Regions from separate parts of the Sus scrofa genome. Here region 2 is linked to region 1. A link is a contact called in public promoter capture Hi-C data. All regions are on one chromosome and are shown on one strand. The core of a region is the stretch at or near the end of the contact, and the rest is flanking DNA. Distances in the headings are between cores, read along the strand shown. Region 1 holds the start of YPEL2 (protein yippee-like 2). Region 2 holds the start of DHX40 (probable ATP-dependent RNA helicase DHX40).

The links. Promoter capture Hi-C pulls out the DNA fragments that hold promoters and counts their contacts.
Region 2: a promoter capture Hi-C map of liver shows a contact between it and region 1, with 2.2 times the contacts expected there. The contact joins the promoter of DHX40 here to the promoter of YPEL2 in region 1. A contact is called at or near these places in 2 of 5 promoter capture datasets (fetal skeletal muscle and liver), 3 of 47 Hi-C or Micro-C datasets (embryonic fibroblasts, fetal skeletal muscle and mesenteric adipose tissue) and 1 of 2 datasets of contacts at active chromatin or transcription factors (alveolar macrophages).

What each region holds. Positions count from the first base shown.
Region 1 is chr12:35,570,061-35,576,284 of Sscrofa11.1, reverse strand. YPEL2 (protein yippee-like 2) reads right to left here and starts at 3,137. Exons shown (of 5, transcript XM_003131686.6): 1 at 2,657-3,137.
Region 2 is chr12:35,779,162-35,785,385 of Sscrofa11.1, reverse strand. It overlaps DHX40 (probable ATP-dependent RNA helicase DHX40), which reads right to left and starts at 3,832. Exons shown (of 18, transcript XM_005668994.3): 1 at 3,682-3,832; 2 at 2,620-2,787; 3 at 990-1,135. The coding sequence starts at 3,733.

The DNA of each region.
Region 1 (6,224 bases), core at 1,888-4,387:
AAGTTAATGCCTTTCATTGTTCATTGCCCCCAATTCCCCCTAGATCAGGGTTTCTTATCAATCACCTGCCTCACAACTGTATGGCCCACTTATTAGAAATGTGCCCTGGAGTTCCTGCTGTGGTGCAGTGTTAAGAACCTGCAGCAGCTCCGGTTGCTGGATAGTTGTGAGTTCAATTCCCCACCACCACCCCTATCAATCCCTGGCCCAGGAACTTCCATATGCCACAGGTGCGGCCTTAAAATTTAAAAAAAAAAAAGAAAGAAAGAAAAGAAAAAGTGCCCCACTGAGAATAAACAACTCCAGAGTGCACTCATAAACTGCATTTTAAAAATACTACCCAGATCATTTCTTTTTCTTTTTCTTTTTTTTTTGGTCTTTTTAGGGCTGTACCCATGGCATATAGAGGTTCCCAGGTTGAGGGTTGAACTGAAGCTGTAGCCACTGGCCTACGCCACAGCCACAGCAATGCTAGATCCAAGCTGTGTCTGCGACCTACACCACAGTTCACAGCAATGCCAGATCCTTAACCCAGTGAGCAAGGCCAGGGATCGAACCCGCAACCTCATGGTTCCTAGTCAGATTCGTTAACCACTGAGCCACAACGGGAACTCCTAGAGCCATGTTTCTTAAACTTTGGGCAGTGACCTGTTTGGTCAAAAAAACCAAATTCATGAGTCATGACCAGCAGCTGATTTTTTTTTTAACTAAGTAGGAAAAAATTATAAATAGAACACACTGCAGGTAGTAAGGGCAGTTATTTCCCGACACTTATGCAGTTGCGGACCTCTGTGCAGTGATGTCAAATGTATTCCTCACTGTGAACCCCACTCAGAGTTTGAAAACCACTCTCCTAGAGGGAAAAAGGAAAGCAATATTTTTGTGCATGGTGTTTATTTTCCATTTTCTACCCCTAACTCCAAGCTTCTGGATTTTAGTTCAAGCACAAAAATAGCAAGATGGAGAGGCTGTTATCAAATCCTAAACTGATAAGGCAAAGCCAAACTGAGGAGGGGGATGAGCCCAAGGCCACCACCCTGCTCCAGCCTGAGACCCTTATCATGGAGCCGATGATAAGGAAAGGTACTAAAGGGAAGTTTGCACGACCTTTCTCAGGCTGCATCAGTTCCTTGGTGAAGAATTTTGAGCCACTCATTAGCGTAGATTAGGGTCAGAAAGAACTTAGGTTCAGCCCAACTTTGCAGTCCACGGCCGTGACTAGGTCAAAGGAAAGTCAGGGATGGAAGGGTGAATCCAGGCTCACTTGCTCACAAGGCCCTGAATCAGGAAAGCACGGGAGAGCATCAAGCAGGTGAAGTCCCACCCTAGAGCCAGAGACAAAAGTTGCCTTGGGCAAATCACTTAAATTCTCAATTCAATCCCCTAGGTTCCTCCAAGGCTTATGCTACGTGAGCAAGTGGAGCACAGAGAATAAAACAGTTTCCCTTTTCGTTCCATGCAGGGAATTGCACATCTTGCTGGACCCGAAGAGAGGAACATGGGAGGAAGAGCAGGAGAAAAAAAAAAAAAAAAAAAAAGATGAGTAGCTAGCTGTTGTGTCAGATTTTTGGACTTACTGAAAAGAGCCTCAAGCCCCTTGGACAAACTGACAAGGAGGCGAAAAAGCAGAAATCCCAGCAAAGCCCAGGAGCAGTTTCCTGTACCATTCACGGCCTCAGAGCTGTGGGAGGGTCAGCTACATGCAGAACAGAGGACACTCACTCTCTTGGCTTTGTAAGCTCTTGTAAGCTGAGAGTGAAGTCAAAAGTGGCAGTCTCCTGGGCTGGGTCCAAAAGAACAGGTGGTTCCCCCCCACCCGTCAAAGAGAGAAAAACCACCACTTGGATAAAGGCACCCAGAGAGGTCAGTGGCCAAGGAGGATGAACTTGAAGCAGTGAGAGGTTGGGGCTGCCCCTCAGCACCAGTTCCTGGGAGGTACTCGCTGGAGAGGCCCCTACATTCCGGCGGGCAGGAGAGCACTCGCGCCCACCCCCTTGGCAAGGGCACTGGGGAGGCGCCGGGAAGCGGCCAGGCAGGAACTCGGCTGCGGTTACCTCGGCCCGGAGCTGGCCAAGCGCTCCTGGGAGTTTCGAGGGCGGCCAGTCCCCCGAAGGCGGGGGCACTGAGGGCGGCGCCCCCAGATCCAGTGTCTCCTGCGGAGACTTAGCGTCCTCGGAGACAGAAAACGCCCGTAGTCCCTACCCTGCCCCCCACGGAGTTTGAACTACGGGAACTACGCTAAGGAAGCAGCAGCAACTGAGTCTCCAGGTTCCCTCCACCCTACCCTCGCCGCCTAGCCGCGCGCCCCAGACTAGCCTGGCTCGCCACACAGGTCCTCAGCCCCGACCGGGGAACCCGGGCCACCTGGGCTCCCGCCGCGGGCCGCCGCCTGAGCTCCGCAGTGTTTGTAAACAAACCGGTCACGTGGCCCCGGCGGCCTGCTCCCCGCCCCCTGAGCCCGCGGCCCCCCGGGGAGACCCCCCCCCCAGCCAGACCCCGCCTCGGCTGCGAGGGGCAGAGGGCGCCGCGCGCTCTGGAGAAGCCGGGCCGCAGGAGCCACGGGACCTGAGCCCAGTGCCCGGGGCCGGGCGCCCGAACTGACAGCGCGTCCCACGCCCACGCACGCCCGGCCCGCGCAGCGCTCGCATCTGCTTACCCGGCAGCAGGCAGCCCCGTCCGGCCAGCGCTGAGCTCGGCTCCGCGGGGGTGCGCAGCAGCGAAGGACCGCCCGGCCGGATCCCGGGCTCTGGGCGCGCTCTTAAAGCCACAGTCTCCGCCACTGCCGCCGCCGCCACTCCGCATCCCTCCGGGTTGGGGCCGGGGGCTGCCCGGTGACGGACGCACCCCCGCGCCTATCCCCTCGGCTCAGCACATAGCAACACGTCGCGGGTTGGCTCGGCCCGGCCGCAGCCCATCCGCCCTGAGCCAATCAGCGAAGGACGGAACTCCGCCCCCTGCTTCCCCTACCTCCCACCCCCCACACCCCCACCCCTCGGGCCCGGCCGGGCTTGGGTGCGGGGAGTGCGGCGGGTGCCCAGTCTGGCCCGCTGAGGCTCAGCCAGTGGAGCCTGTCCAAGCAGGGCAGCTGGCCGGCGCAACAGGGAGAAAGGGTGATGTGGTTGGGTAGGCTCTCTCGGCGCCCAGGAGGAGACCGTTTATTTGAGTTTGGAGTTTGTCCCCAGGTCAAGGCTGGGATTTTCAGAACCCGGGGAAGGGAGAGGAGAGGCTTTACAGTGCTTCTCCTACTTGGGGCGGCCAAGAGAGTAACTCCCGGCTCACGCCTTAGCCATCCCTAACTCAGAGTCTAAGTTACCTGAAAAGGCTCTCGGGACCCGCAGGAGTTGAGTTTAATAAAGATGGTGACAGCCCGACAGGACCCTAGCCAGGCCCTACTCAAAAGCGAGGCATTTCCCCCTTTTCTCTCTGCTCTGCTTAAATGTAGCTAATTAAAAGTGGGAAAGACACATTCGGGGGACTTATAAGGCAACTAGCCCCCAATTGCTGGCGATTTCCCGATGCTTTTGGAGAGAAATGATTCGCCCAGGAGAATAGGATGGTCAGTGACCACAGGGGAGGCACCCACGTTCTGGGTCAGTGGAGTGGTGCTTTTCAAGGAAGAGAAGGTTAAAAAACAGCCCAGGGCAGTCAGGAAATCTAGGGAGGCACCAGGTGGGTGGGGTGGGACAGTCTCCCAGCAAGAAAACAGGTCAATTTCGGAAAGAATGCTGTCAGGGATCAGGGGCAGAGAGCAGCCCAGCCTTTTCAGCTGCCCACTGTGGTTCTGCAGTCCCTCAGAAAGCAGTAGGAAGCCCCATGTTTTATTGAGTTGCTGTCAGAATGTGAGATGTTTCCGGAGGTGCTGCTGACTTCAATCTCCTTCTACACACTGGTTTGCTCATAAAGGGAGAATGGCACTGGGGTAGGTCCCCAGATGCCTCAAACCAGGTACCCAGGTACCGGAACTCCACCCAGCTGTCTTTAAAATAGATGTGATTCAGTTAATATACTTTGTGTTCAGATTGTATTCAGTTAATACATATTGCATGGTTTGATATGAATCCAGTCCTAATGTTAGTAAAAAACAAACAAACAAAAAAAACCCCATCAAATCTGCAGTTCTCTGTAAGCAGGAACAGGTCACTGTTCACAAGCAACAAACTTGGAAAATCTAAAACAGAAAAAAAAATGCTTTTCAGATAAGAAAAATTCATGACCAAGAAAGGTTTAATAATTAATCTTTAGAGGTGGTAGATTCTTTAGGTGATCCAGAGCTTGATTTCTGCCCTGATCTGCCATGTGGGCATATTTCTTTATCTCTCTAGGCCTTAGTTTCCACTGTTTAAAACAAAGATTGAAATAGGATCATCTCTAAAGTCCCTTCCCCCTCTAAAATCTAAGCAGGGCCAGGAAGTCAAACTTGTTACAACATTTCAGGCTATATTCTCCTAGTGAATATTGGTGTTGCCAGATCACCTCTTCCCATCAGTGGATGTTGCTTTAGTTTAGCATCCTAGGATGTGGGTATGTTATGTAACAAGATTGGTGGCTACTGTTTCTGTTTAAATAAAAGATAATGTTAGCAAAGGAGGACAAGCCTGGGGCCCAGGTTCAGAGGGAGATCTGAGGACCCCTGCAGGCCTGCTGTGTGTATGCAGGGAACTGGAAGAGTCAAACAGGCTGCAAAAGACCAGGAGACAATAGAACCAGCCAGGCAGCCAACAAAAAAGATATAATAAGCCTCATCATGCCTCCTCCCAGTCAAAAGAGCCAAGCATTGTGAGTTGTTAGGCAAGAAGATAGAAGTGAAACAAAGTAGTAGAAGCAACTTCTCTTCCTCCCTGAAAGCAGCTCTGATGGCCCCTCCTCATATGCATTTACTCAGGGCCTGGTCTGTGCAGAATTTCCTGCTTGGCTTGGACCATAATATTCCTTTGAGTAAGAATCTACTTACTCAAAGGAGAAGATGAAGAGGCCAATGGAGAGTGTGTGAGAACAGACAGATACTTTTATCTGTAGGACAAAAAAGAAATGGAAAATTAGAGAGAGGTAAATAAATTTGTTTTGATTTAGCCAGAGGGTTGGTTGGTGTGTTTTTCTCTTTTTTAATCCTAGCAATGAAAGTTTGAGAAGTTCCTAGCCTCCCAGGCAGGTTATCACCTTGGCTTTGTCAGTGGCCAGGAACCTTGTCTGCTCTGTGTATGGCGAAATTCCTTCATTCCCAAAGGCTTTGCAGCCATTCTTTTCCTTCATTCCCTCTCTCCAATCCCACATTCCTAACTGTTGCCACATCCACAACACCTTTACCATGAAAAGATCACATTGAAAAAAAAAAATAATAAATCACATTGTGTTGCTGGCACATGGTGTTTTGGTCACATTGTGTTTTGTGTTTTGTTTATGGCCACACCCTTGGCCTATGGACATTCCCCGGCCAGGGATTGAATCCCAGCCATAGCTGTGACCCAAACGGAAGCCGTGGCAATGCCAGATCCTTGAACCCACTGCACCCAACCAGAGATCAAACCTGCACCTCTGCAGCAACCCCAGCTGCTACAGTTGGATTTGGAGTCCACTGTGCCACCGCAGAAACTCTGAAAAGGTCACTTTTATGTGCTCATCTTATTCAACCTCTCAGAGCATTTGGTGGTTTACATCTTCCTTTCCCTCACGCCCAAACCAGTGCATCAGCAGGTCCTGTCAGCTGCACTTAAAAAATGCATATTTGCTCTTGACACATCTGCCTCCATTACTAACACTCTGCTGGGAGCCACCAACATCTCTTGCCTGGGGTAAGCAACAGCCTCCCAGCTGATCTCCCTGCTTCCAGTCCATTCTCTACACAGCAGCCAGATGGCACTTCCTCAAAACAAACTTCTTGGAGTGACCACGAAGCCCTGCTAACCAGGCCAGCCTCTCTGGTCTTTCCTCGTTGCTCCTTTGCTCACGCTGCTCCAGTCAAGCTGGCCAGCTTTTTGTTCTCAGATGCACTGGGTCTAGTCTTGTTACAGTGTTTGTATCTGCTGTTTCCTCCACCTAGAACAGTTTGCCTCCAGAAAGCTGTCGCCTCACCCCTTGTTCTCAAATGCGTCCTCCACAGAGGCCTCCCCGATACTTAATCTTACACGCCTGCCAGAGTCCATGTTATTTTACCTACTCCCATCTATTCATAACACATATCACTCTCCAAAATTACCTTGTTTATGTATTTATTTGTTCTCTGTCTC
Region 2 (6,224 bases), core at 2,583-5,082, 210 kb before region 1:
TAACAAACCAGTCCAGTATCCATGAGAATGTGGGTTCGATTCCTGGCTCTGCTCAGTGGGTTAAGGATCCGATGCGGCCATGGGTTGTAGTGTAGGTCACAGATGCAGCTTGGATGTGGCGTTGCTGTGGCTGTGGTATAGGCCAGCAGCTGCAGTTCTGATTCGACGCCTAGCCTGGGACCTTCCATATGCCACAGATTCGGCCATAAAAAGCAAAAAACAAACAAACAAACAAGTTACCAGGGACTGGGGGGGGTGGTAATGTGAGGTTACTACTTAATAGATACAGACTTTCTGTTTGGGATAGTGAAAACAGTCTGAAAATAGGGAGTGATAATGGTTACACAACACTGTGAATGTTCTTAATGCCAATGAATTATACACCTGAAAACGATTAAAAAATGGTAAAAACAGTACATTTTCTACAATAAAAACATTTTTAAAGAATACAAATATGAGTTACATGTCAAGGATCCTTAGAGCTAAAATATGTAAGAGAATCCTATGAAAAATCAGCATACCTGTCATATAAACTAATTCAGAAGGGAAAGAATGGGATAAAATAGACATCCCGAAACTACACCATTAACAATGGGCAACACACATTAATTCCAATCTGAGGCATTATTTCTTTAAAACGTAAATGGAATTTTGAAGTTGCATTTTTTTTTTTTTTTTTTTAGGGCTGCACCTGAAGCATACGGAAGTTCTCAGGCTAAGGGTCTAACTGGAGCTACAGTTGCCGGCCTACACCACAGCCACAGCAACGAGGGATCCGAGGCAAGTCTTCGACGTACACCACAGCTCACGGCAACATCAAACCCTTAACCCACTGAGTGAGGCCAGGGATCAGACCCACATCCTCATGGATTCTAGTCTGGTTTGTTAACCACTGAGCCATGAAGGGAACTCCTGAAGCTGAAATTTTTCATAACTTTCTCTGTTCTACCTATAGGATTATAGTACTTAAACCAACAACGCTTTTGTACCTTAGAGCTGCAATCATCAAAACGAACTTGGTATCCTACTTTGGATCCCAAAGTGCATTTCATTTCTTCAGCAACCCTCTGAGCAACAGATATGGCAGCTACTTTTCGTGGCTGAGTCACACCAATCATGCCATGCTGTGAAAACCCTATCAAAACCAGAGGTAAAAAACACAGAAATGTTAACAATTGCTTCCCATTACAGCTAACTTGTTTCTGGTCAATCAATACAAACTGTTAAGAGTATTTCTAAAAGAAAACTCTAGGGAGTTCCTATTGTGGCGCAGTGGAAATGGATCCAACTAGTATCCATGAGGATTTGAGTTCAATCCTTGGCCTCAATTAGTGGGCTGGGAATCCCGAGTTGCTGATGCAGCTCAGATCTCGCACTGCTGTGGCTGTGGCATAGGTCAGTAGCTACAGCTCTGATTCGACCCTTAGTCTGGGAACTTCCAAACAAAACAAAACTCTACAGATTAATACCACCTTGTATTACATTTGCATAAATTTAAGTACTAATTAAAAATAAGACAACATATTAATAACCATTCTAAATGTACATATTTTAATCAGGTTTTTCCCATTTCATTCCTTTTTATTTTTTATTTTTTTGGTCTTTTTAGGACCACACCTGGGGTATATGGAAGCTGCCAGGCCAGGGGTTGAATCGTAGCTGCAGCTGCTGGCCTACATCACAGCTCACAGCAACACCAATCCTTAACCCACTGAACGAGGCCAGGGATCTGCATCCTGATGCATCCCAGTTAGGTTGATTTCCACTGGGCCAGAAATAGGAACTCCCTATTAGCTTTTTTTTTTTTTTTTTTTTTTTTGTCTTTTTGCCTTTTCTAGGGCTGCACCTGTGGCATATGGACGTTCCCAGGCTAGGGGTCTAATCGGAGCTGTAGCCGCCAGCCTTCCCCAGAGCCACAGCAATGAGGGACGGGATCCGAGCCGCATCTGCGACTTACACCACAGCTCAAGACAATGCTGGATTCTTAACCCACTGAGTGAGGCCAGGGATTGAACCTGCAACCTCATGGTTCCTAGTTGGATTCGTTAACCACCGAGCCACGACGGGAACTCCCTCCCTATTAGCTTTTAAGAAAAGGATATTTTTGGGAGTTCCCATCATGGTGCAGTGGAAACGAATCCAACTAGGAGTGATGAGGTTTACTTCCTGGCCTCCCTCAGCGGGTCAAGGATCCAGGTTGTGGTGTGGGTTGCAGATGAGGCTCGGATCTGGCGTTTCTGTGGCTGTGGTGTAGGCTGGCATCTACCGCTCCGATTAAACTCCTAGCCTGGGAACCTCCATATACTGAAGGTGTAGCCCAAAAAAGACAAAAAGACCAAAAGAAAAAAAGAATAGGAAATTTTTGGAGTTCCCATTGTGGCTCAAAGGAAACGAATCTGACTAGTATCCATGTGGCTGCAGGTTCGATCCTTGGCATCGCTCAGTGGGTTAAGAATCTTGGATCCCTAGTTGCTGTGGCTGTGGAGTAGGCCAGCAGCTATCGCTCCAATTTGACCCCTAATCTGGGAACCTCCATATGCCACCAGTGTGGCCCTTTAAAAAAAAAAGGGTGGGGGATATTTTTTAAATACTCCCAATATTACCCCAGAATAAAATTACCTGCTTCATATAGATACTTTGGAAGTTGTGTTGTTTTACCACTTCCTGTATTTCCAGTAACAATAAGGAATGAATTGTCCCTCACAGCCTGAATAAGTTTTTTTCTTTGTTTTTGAATAGGAAAAGTTGGAGTAGTTCCTCCCTCCTGTGATGTGCATCCTTTCTCTTCTGTAATAACAACAAAAAAGTTTATAAATTAAAAGACCTGTAAAAACATCACTAACTCAATTTCTCAGAAATGAAAAGAGAACGACAATAGAATTTCAGGGCTAGAAAGACTCAAACCATGACTTCTCAGTTAAATCACTCACATCCAATTTGCAAGTAAGGGTTTTTATAAGCCCAATGCAACTTTATAGTCAGCTCTAATAACTTGAGCATTTGCTAATGCATGACTCAAAGTATCTGCCAGAGTAAGCCTAGTATAAGGCAAAGTATTTGCAAACACACCTATACAGAAACACAAAAGCCAATTTTATTAAACAAAACACCCAAAACCGGAACACAGAAGAAAAACTCTCAGCTGAATTAAAAGCCACCTGTGTTTGCTTCTGATTCATGGTTCAAGTTAGGTCCCTGTTCAGAGTGACTGATATCCCAGAAGGCCAAGTGGTGGGTAACCATGGAAACTGGCTCCTGGAAACTGGCTCCCTTCATACCGTACCCAAAGGCAGGCTGGCGGCCCGACGAAGGGGCGGGGGGGGGGGGAAATGGGTAGAGAACAAAGGCTTTATGAGCCTATTTAAGAGCAGAACGCGTCTCTGCGCTGGGGTTCACTTTTTTGTACCCCAGTAGGGTTTTCACCCAACTTGCGTCTGGGACCGCCCCCCTCTAGACCAAAGTGCTCACTGGACGCAAAGTTCGGTTCCCGCTTGGAGGGCGACAAAAACGCTACAACCTCCACCCTACTCTTCTCTGCCTGCCTAAGGCAGACTTTTATCTTTCCCAAACCCCCCCATGCCCTAACTCCCGCTGGCCTCCGTAGTGTCCCGCGGACCGCACCTCTATCCGCGATGGTAACAGCCGAAGGCCGCTCTTCCTGAAGGTCTCTTGAGCGCTCACCTTCCTCCTGCCGCCTTGGCGCCCTGCCCGCGACGGCGGGAAACCGGGACATAGACCTGGCCCCAAGCGGAGGTGAGCACGTCCACCGATCTGAGGAGATGGGAGGGGAAAGGCGAAGACGCGCCCTGATGACGTCGAGGTGTTTACTTCCGCGCGTGCGACTCGAGCAAGGGGAGGGGCAGATGTTCGTTGACTTGGCGCGCGGCGGGCGAGCAGTTCCCCAACCCGCGCCACGCGGCTGCGAGCAGACGGTCCACCCCGGAGTGTCCTCCGCTGCCTGAAGGTGTACGCTGCGCGGGTGTTGTAAAGCCAGCCCCGAGGTCCGGAAGCGCTCCCTCCTGTTTCTCTTCTTATGCGCAAAAGGGCACGGGACACCTTTTTGCTCAGTGGTCCCTGCAAGCCTAGCCTACCTTCACACACCTAACGTTATGTGACCGTTTGCCAGGAGCTGGAACCTTACTAGAGGTGTTCCATAATATTGTCACTTTGCGTATCCTGAATTGACCCGTTTAAGGCATACATCCCACGAGTTGCAGAGCCGAACTTCTGGTTCCATAGGATCCAAAACTTACGTCGCATACGCTCTACATTCCCTTCGCAGGATCCTGCATTTTAATTTATTTCCATGTTTATTTTCTTTCCCTTTTCCCCAAATAGATGCAAGCGCGGCAACTTCAGAAAATCATGGAACGTTCAGCCTGGCAAAGTGATTCGAAGTGGGCTGGTTTTTGAATTTGCTGGGTGGATGAGTGAATGATTGATCTGCAGAGGAGTTAAGCTCACTTTTAATGGCTGTGGGTTCCTTGGAAACCACAAGCGCTGAAAAGTTTAAAAGATATACAACAATCAAGGGTGGGGTGACTTTTTCAGAAAGGCAATTTGGGGAGCAGTCTTCCTGACATAGAACCTTAAAATTTTGTTAAGTGATGTCAGTCGTAATAACAAAATCTGTGCAAGAAGGTTGTTTTCCGACTTTTCAACCATTCCTACTGTTAGAATTAACCAACACTGGAGTTCCCATTGTGGCTCAGCAGTAGCAAACCCGAACTGGAGGCGGGTTCCATTCCTGGCCTCTCTCAGTGAGATCTGGGTTATGTAAGGATACTGCGTTGTGGTGAGCTGCAGACCTGGTGTTTTTGTGGCTGTGGATCTAGCGTTGCTGTTGCTGTGGTGTAGGCTGGCATAGATGCAGCTCTGATTGGACCTGGGAACTTCCATATGCCGAAGGTGCAGCTGTAAAAAGGATAAAAAAAAAAAAAATGAACCAACACTTACAGCTGAAGAAAACAATGCAAGCTGTCACTGTGCATTAACTAAAGGCTACTACTCTCCTATCTGACCAACCTTCAGATGATGTCATTGGACCCCAAGATTTTTCTGTGCTCATTAAAAATTTGTGAATACCAACTCCTTTTAGAGGGGACGGGTTAACATCTCTGAAAATGCAAGTTTGTCATATTTTGAGTGAGAACAACTTTCTAACAAATTTATATCGCCAAAGCCTGGGAGCTACAAGAATAAATCTGGTAAGAGAAGGACATCCCAGATTTTTCTCATCCTTTAAGAGAATCTCCCAACCTCCCAGATTCTGTTAGAAATTCAAAATATTCAAATCACGAGTTGTGGCTCAGTATAGTAGGTTAAGGACGTTGTCTCTGGGAGAGTGTAGGTTCCATCCCTTGGCTCACTCAGTGGGTTAAGGATCCAGTGTTGCTGTGAGCTGTGGTGTAGTTTGCAGACCTGGCTTCAATCCCGAGTTGCTCTGGCTGTGGTGTAGGCCAGAAATGGCAGCTCCAATTCGATTTGACCCCTAGCTTGGGAACTTCCATATGCTGCAGGTGCAGCCCTAAAAAAAAAAAAAAAAAGGAAAAGAAAGAAAATAACCATTATACTATAATGGGAGATGGAATTCTCTAAATCTTGGTGGCTAATACATTTTCTTCCAATGTTTGTAAATCAGCTATTAGAGAATGACTCTGTTCTCATGTGAGAACCACCTAGTGAGAGTATCCAGAATAAAACCTGCAAGCCAAGAATAAAGAAAAGTAAAAGTGAAAAACTCAAATGTTGATTTTAAAAATCAAGGAAATTTAGGAGTTCCTGTTGTGGCTTAGTGGCTAACGAATCCGACTAGGAACCATGAGGTTGTGGGTTCAATCCCTGGCCTCGTTCAGTGGGTTAAGGATCCGGCATTGCTGTGAGCTGTGGTGTAGGTTGCAGATGCAGCTCGGATCCCGAGTTGCTGTGGCTCTGGTGAAGGCCGGTGGCTACAGCTCCGATTAGACCTCTAGCCTGTGAACCTCCATATGCCGCAGGAGCGGCCCTAGAAATGGTAAAAAGACAAAACAAAACAAAACAAAACGAGGACATTTAAAATATGTTGCCATTAATATGCTCAGGGCTATTGCATATTGAAAGATCAACAATTATTTCCTGCCTAGTGAGTTTACAAACTACAGTGGCAAACAAGATACAAACATAGGATGAAAATGGAAAGTACATGAGTTGGATCTGAGAAGAAAAGTCAGTGTTCCCAGCAACAT